Linked DNA regions of Zea mays: region 2 is linked to region 1. The links are chromatin contacts, called in public Hi-C maps. All regions are on one chromosome and are shown on one strand. Each heading gives the region's core, a stretch centred on a gene start, on an enhancer-like site or on the middle of the called end of the contact. The rest is flanking DNA. Distances are from core to core; before and after follow the strand shown.

Evidence for each region. A called contact is a pair of places that touch in the nucleus more often than the background predicts.
Region 2: a Hi-C map of leaf shows a contact between it and region 1, with 10 times the contacts expected there. The contact joins the promoter of LOC100286150 here to the promoter of LOC103627725 in region 1. A contact is called at or near these places in 4 of 25 Hi-C or Micro-C datasets (ear, leaf and tassel).

The regions. Positions count from the first base shown.
Region 1 is chr5:215,364,994-215,368,191 of Zm-B73-REFERENCE-NAM-5.0, reverse strand. It overlaps LOC103627725 (transcription factor TCP14), which reads right to left and starts at 1,748. Exons shown (of 1, transcript XM_008648035.3): 1 at 1-1,748. The coding sequence starts at 1,066.
Region 2 is chr5:215,853,855-215,857,052 of Zm-B73-REFERENCE-NAM-5.0, reverse strand. It overlaps LOC100286150, which reads left to right and starts at 1,507. Exons shown (of 2, transcript NM_001159038.2): 1 at 1,507-1,925; 2 at 2,040-3,123. The coding sequence starts at 1,812. The coding sequence ends at 2,195.

The DNA.
Region 1 (3,198 bases), core at 499-2,998:
CATTGAGGGCGGCGAGGATCCCCATGTGCCCCTCGCCTCCGCTGCCGCCTCCGCTGCCGCCGCCGCCGCCTCCCACGGAGCCGAGCCCAAGCTGCTGCCCTGGAAGCAGCGCCACCGGTGCGGGGAAGTTCATGAAATGTAGCCCGCTCGGCACGCTCCCCCGGTACACGGCAGCCGCGGCGGTGGCGCTGCCCATCTGCGGGAACGTCCAGATAGACTCGCCGGTGCATCCGCCACTGCCGCCGCTGGAAGGTGTACCACCACCCTGCGTGTTGTTGCTGCTCGGCACCATCCACACGGTGCCCGGCATTTGGCTCTGCGTGTACCCCGCCATCTGCTGCTGATATTGCTGCGCTTGCTGCTGCTGCTGCTGCTGCATTTCTTGTTCCCACCGCCTCTTCCTTGTCATATCGGCGGCTGCGGCTGCAGCCGCGGCAGACGGCGACTGTTGCGCGTCAAGACCGACGCTGCCGGAGTTGAAATTAAGCAACAAAGGCGACGGCGACGAAGATGACGAGGCCGGGCCCTCCGAAGGGAAGGCAAGGCCGACAACCCGGTCCCACGCGTCAGCACGGCCGAACCGGGCTGCGGTGGCGGGGCTAGCAGGCAAGGCGGCGCGTAGGTGGGCCGGGGCGGAGAAGGAGGAGCCCGAGGAGCGGAGGGAGATGTTGAGGGAGGTGAAGTTGGCCGGGATGGTGCCGGTGCCGGTGGCCGCGATCACCGCCGGCTCGGCCTGCTGCAGCAGCCACTCGATGGTCTCGCCGTCCGTCTTGTGCCCGAGCTCCCGCGTCAGCTGGAACACCCGGGCCGCGCACAGCGCTGGCATCCGGATGCGACGCCCCCTGCCCTCCACCTTGGTGTGCCGGTCCTTGGTGGAGCTCCGCTTGGGTGCCGCCTTCCGCACCTGCTGCATCTCACCTCCGACGGCCCCCGATCCATTCCCGTTGCCTCCCGCTGACGCGCCCACCGCAGCGGAGATGGAGCACGGCTGCTCCTCTTTCTTCTCCAGGAGCTGCAGAGGGAAGTTGGGGCGGCGGCCGCCTCCGCCGTCGCCGGCGACGTCCATGGTCAATTAAGCCATGGTGTATATACACAGCTAGTGATACAAGTATCTCTCCTGGCTGGTATGTTTCCTTGCGGGGTAAATGGAGTGGTCTAGTTGTTTGGAAGAGAGTGGAACGGCTTGATGTCTCCTGCCTCTTCTCTTTCTCTCTTGCTGGTGTGGGTCTCTAGCTCCGACCGAGAAGGTTAGGTGTGGTTGTAGAGAGAGTCCAAGAGAGAGAGCTGGCTAGCTATCAGGGAAAGAAGATTGTAGGGTGGAAAGAATCCTTGCTCATATGATATGAATATATGATGAGAGAGAAGATGGTTGATGGATGGAAGGCCGGTAGCGAGCTTGCGTTTGTGTGTGCGTGTGGGAGATCACACACACTATCTTATGGCCTTTTGATATGGTTCATCTGTGATTTCAGCAGGGAGGGAGAGAGAGAGAGGAAGCAGGAGCAGATGAGTATTTAGATGACCCTAGCTAGGAGAAGGCCAGGGGGGAGAAGGGACGAAGCTGGCGGCCGGAAGTGGATGGTGCTGTACTTTGTAGGGTTTGAGGAGAGAGATGGACGGATAAATGGAATCCTGGTATGCTCGGAGTCGGATAGAATGGGAGGAGGAGGGAGCCGGAGGAAGAAAGAGAGAAAGAGACCGCTATAGTATAGTCTGCTGCTACATGAGTGTACATGGACGGAGACCGGTGGGTGTGAGGAGGATAAGCTGCAGGGCGGAGGAGACAGGAACAGCAGAGGGGGAGGGGAAATTATTAGGTTCACCTAGCTAGCTAATCCCCGCATGCACAGTGTGCATCAGTACTGTGGCAGAACATAACGTGGTATGTTCTCCTGATGCTAACAGACGAATCTCCCGTTTAACCACCAGAAGAATGCCACGACACTATTCTCTCTCACCAAGCGAAACACCATCTTTTACAACCCCTTATATCCAACACTTAATCGAAGGGCCACAAAGGCAGATCAAAATTTACAAAATAACTTTTTAGTAATTTGTTTTTCTTCTATTTATATAGAACAACAGGTCATATATATGAGGAACTGTAAAAGAGATTCTTTATATCCCAAATGTAAATATTTTTTCCCCACCAATCACCCCATATTTTCTCCCCCGGCCCTTTTTCTGTTTCAAAGAGGCAGTCAGTGGCTCAGATTCCACGTGTGGTGCTCTCTATCATTCAACAATCCCCAATGGCACTGCATGCACACTGTAGCCGCCACTCTCCAAGTCAAAATACACAAGGAAAAGTTGTTAGCACGCACCAGTTCTCTTTGCTCTTATGTTATACGGCAAATGTTTGTGCTTTCCCAGTAGCCCCCTCCACATTTCATCATTTTTATGTGTAGTGAACAGATCGACGTGGATATCTGCTACTGCCATGTGCCATGTGTGTGCTACTGTGTACGTGCTTAATGACACAAATCGCGCCTGTAGTATAATCAGAGTACACTTCTTGTATATCTTCTTACAAATGACAGTTGATCTTTAAAGAATATAATTGTTTGGGAAAAATCTGTATGGGAGCAACAACAGCAGACAAAGATATAATAAAGTAGGGTTAGCTCAACAAGTAATCATTCTGTTGCCTTTTGTATTAGCCTTTTGCTACTTCCTTTGTTTGCCAGCCTTAGAATTCGTGGTGTTTCTGCCATGCATGGACCTGGTGTACGCGAACGTTTTGTAAACTGAAACAGAACTGCTACATAAAAGGGGCCGCAACAACACGAAGGAATTTATGCCCTGCTCTGCAAAGTTTTGTTTTTGAAATTTGTTGTGATAAATTTTTTAATGCAATAAAAATGGCACCAAAAGACTACCTCTGTGTAGTTGTCGTCGTGGGAAACCGATAAGTGGAGAGGCCAACACACATTAAGCTGAGCCGCTGCTGCGACCGCCTTTTCTAAACGTGCTCCGACCATCTCTGAGTGCTAGAGACGGTCAACTTTTAGATGACAACCAAATAAGGGCATGTGCTCCTCCTTGACTTGGCTCCGTGCAGCCTGCTGGTTCCTATATGCAAGCCAGACTAGCTAGGAAAGTGAACCAATCAGACTCTAAGTTCTAGTTTGACAACTCTATTTCCCCGGAAAATGAAAATCCCTGATAAAATGGTGTTGCCAAACTAACTATAAGCTC
Region 2 (3,198 bases), core at 258-2,757, 490 kb before region 1:
GTTCCACGTCGGGTCCCTCCGAGATTTGCGTGCGTTCAGTACAGTACAGTAGACACGCGCGTGGCCAGCAATCGCATCATGCATGGACGTGGACAAAGTCGAGCGTTCGTGCGCTAGCTAGCTACGCCGATCGTCGACCGTGCTCCTTGATTATCGTATTGTGGCATCTAGCTGGCATTAGCATACACCGTACCTCGATCGGCTCCCCCCGTGTTAGTTAGTTAGTTAGCTGAATTAGATGCTAAGACAGTATCGTTGGCGACAACACCGGAGTAGTCTGCACGGGAATGGAGGATTGCGCACGTATGCTAACAGATTCAGGGCACCGGGGACAGGCCGGGGGGGCATCTTTTGAGTCTCCCGCTAGCTGTGTGGTGTTCTGTTTTCTTCAGCTCATCAGCTAGCAGACAATGTAAGCATGGCTATGTTTTATTAAGACTCCCGATGATTAGAGTCGCTGTCGCCCACGTCAACTTAGCAGTACAGTAATACGTGCTCCGTGTCGCTTACTGGCTTCACGTCTGCTGTGTGCTGTCCTACATGCAACCTATCAGTTAGTAGCATGCCGGTAGTAGATCCTTTATTGCCTACATAAATTAGCAGCATGGGTTTCGTTAAGAAGCCCCGAGTCTAGCTAACCATAGATCCTTGATCGTCTAGGTTGGAGACACAGAACTTCACACGTCGCCTGCTGCCGCGCGCCTCCCACTTGCGCTACATCACGTATAAATAATTAGGAGTTAGTTATCATTCTGATGTGTTAAAGCTCTTTTTATTTGGCTAAAAGAGGAAAGATCGGAGTAATTAATTTAGAAAAAAAGAAATTAACAACTTAAGGTCAATTTCCATACTCTATCGAAATACACAGATTAGATTTTACACTTTGGATTCCGATCGAGTAAACGGCTTGTCAGATCACTCGTGTTTTGCTATTACTTTATTGATCTCTGGATCGGTCAACACTCGACATGGCTGCTGCCTGCTGCAGGTCGCTGGCTCGATCAAACGAGGGCAGAGAGACTACAGGCATGTTTGGTTCACTACCTCAGTTGTCACAATTTGCTTAAACTTTCTGCCTAAGGTTAGTTATTCAATTCGAACGACTAACCTTAGGCAAAGTGTGACATATTTAGGCACAAACCAAACAGGCCCGCACTCTTCTTCTCTTTCCGTTTGCAATGTAAAAATACACACCGCAACCCAGCTCGGGCACGTGGCAAGTGGCGGGTGGTCATAGCATATTATAGCTACCCTGGGGCCCACGGGCTCCTGCCTACCGGTGGGCCACGCTTGAGAGGAGGAGCTGCCGCGGTGATTAGACAGAGAGAGAGAGAGAGAGACGCGGGGCCCCGAAACTCGCCCTCTCCCAGTCTCCCCAGTACTCCCCCGTTCTGCAGTCGAGCGAATCGGTACTAATAATCTACTACACACACACCAGCAGCACCATCCTTGCTTCGTCTCCGCTACGCACACAATATAATGGAGTCCCCGCTTCCGCTCCAACCCAATCTGGATCCACCCCCGCCCCGAGCCAGCTCGCTATAAAGGCACCCCTCTCCCTTTCTGTCTCCCTCGCAGCTCAGTTACTCACTCCGGCCTCCAGCTTTTCCTTTGCGCCCCAGGGCCGGAAGAGCCCACACACCACCACCACCACTAGATAGCCAGCGACGATCGAGCCGCGCGCCGGTGGACGCGCACATACACGCGGTAGCTTCCTTCTCAAGCCTAGCTAGCCCCATCCTGCGCGCAGGCGGCGGCAGCGAGAATTGACGTGCGACGACGAGCTTGTGCTTGCTAGCTAGAGAGCGAGGATGTCGAGCCGGAGGCCGTCGTCGCGTGGCAACATCTCCGAGGACGAGATCAACGAGCTCATCTCCAAGCTGCAGGCCCTGCTCCCCAGCTCCCGCCGCCGCGGCTCCGGCCAGGTGCGTCGTTGCGAACACACATGACCGCTCAACTAATTAACTCCCGTTCGCCTGCTGCGCCCTTTTTTTTCCGTTTTCAAACGTCTAATGCGCGCGGCGCGGAATGTAATGCAGGCGTCGACGACGAAGCTGCTCAAGGAGACCTGCAGCTACATCAAGAGCCTGCACCGGGAGGTGGACGACCTGAGCGACCGGCTGTCCGACCTCATGGCCACCATGGACCACAACAGCCCCGGCGCGGAGATCATCCGCAGCATCCTCCGCTCCTGATCGCCCACGCGCCTCCTACTGCGGCGGCGCCGGCCGGCGCGCGAGAGAGCGAGGTCGGCGACGACCTCGATCGCCGACAACGACGACCGCGCGCGCCCGCGCCCCCCGGCCCATCTGTTCTCTCCACCGGCTGGCCGCCGGGAGCCGAGCTCAATTAGCTAGGGTATATCTCAACCTCTCTCTCTCTCTCTCTCTCTCGCTCGCTCTACATGTGTGTGTACCTTTCTCTTCCTTTCACCTGCCTGTCTCCTCCCTAGATCTGAGATCATGTGGCTAGCTCTCCCATATCAAAATGTACTAGCTACACGCGCACGTATGGTGGTCTCTGCTAAGCCTAAGCTTCACTGGGTAGTAGGGTACTAGTAGCACTAGGGGCTTAAGCAAGCTAAGCTTATCCTCCTCATCAGAATCACATTAGCTCGCACCGCACTCTCTGGCTTCTCGTCGATCGTCTTCGTCGTCCTCGCTCCTCCGACCCACATGATGGCTAGCTCTCCATGTGCCGCTTCTCCTCTCGCACGTGCCGCTTCTCCTCTTGTGTTCGATATGTTGTATTGTTTCCATGTAAATTTAGTCGGTGGCCTGGATCGAGTTGGCTAGCTCTCTCTACAGGCAAGAGACAACCGACCGACCACTACTATCCTAGAGCAAATTGATTATCGTCATGATGGTGTACTGTTCAAGCTTTTATTAACGACTTTTAATTTACTTGCTACGTACAGCACGTACGTCCTACGAGAAATGCTTTTGTGTTTTTTTTTTCTTTCACTCAGGGTGCCATGGACCATGGTTAAGAGATGCAACCGCTGTGTATGTACTGTAGTACTAGTATGCAGCGAAAACGTTGCCCTGCCTTTCATATTGGCTGCTTCGATCGGTCCACTTATTTGGTTCCGTACGGTGGAACGTGAAACGACGCGTTTACTTCACAGTGCCTCTGCTACTTGGCAAGCGTATGCATGGCCGTGGACCCGGCGCGCCACGCCGCACGCCGTGCGCTGTC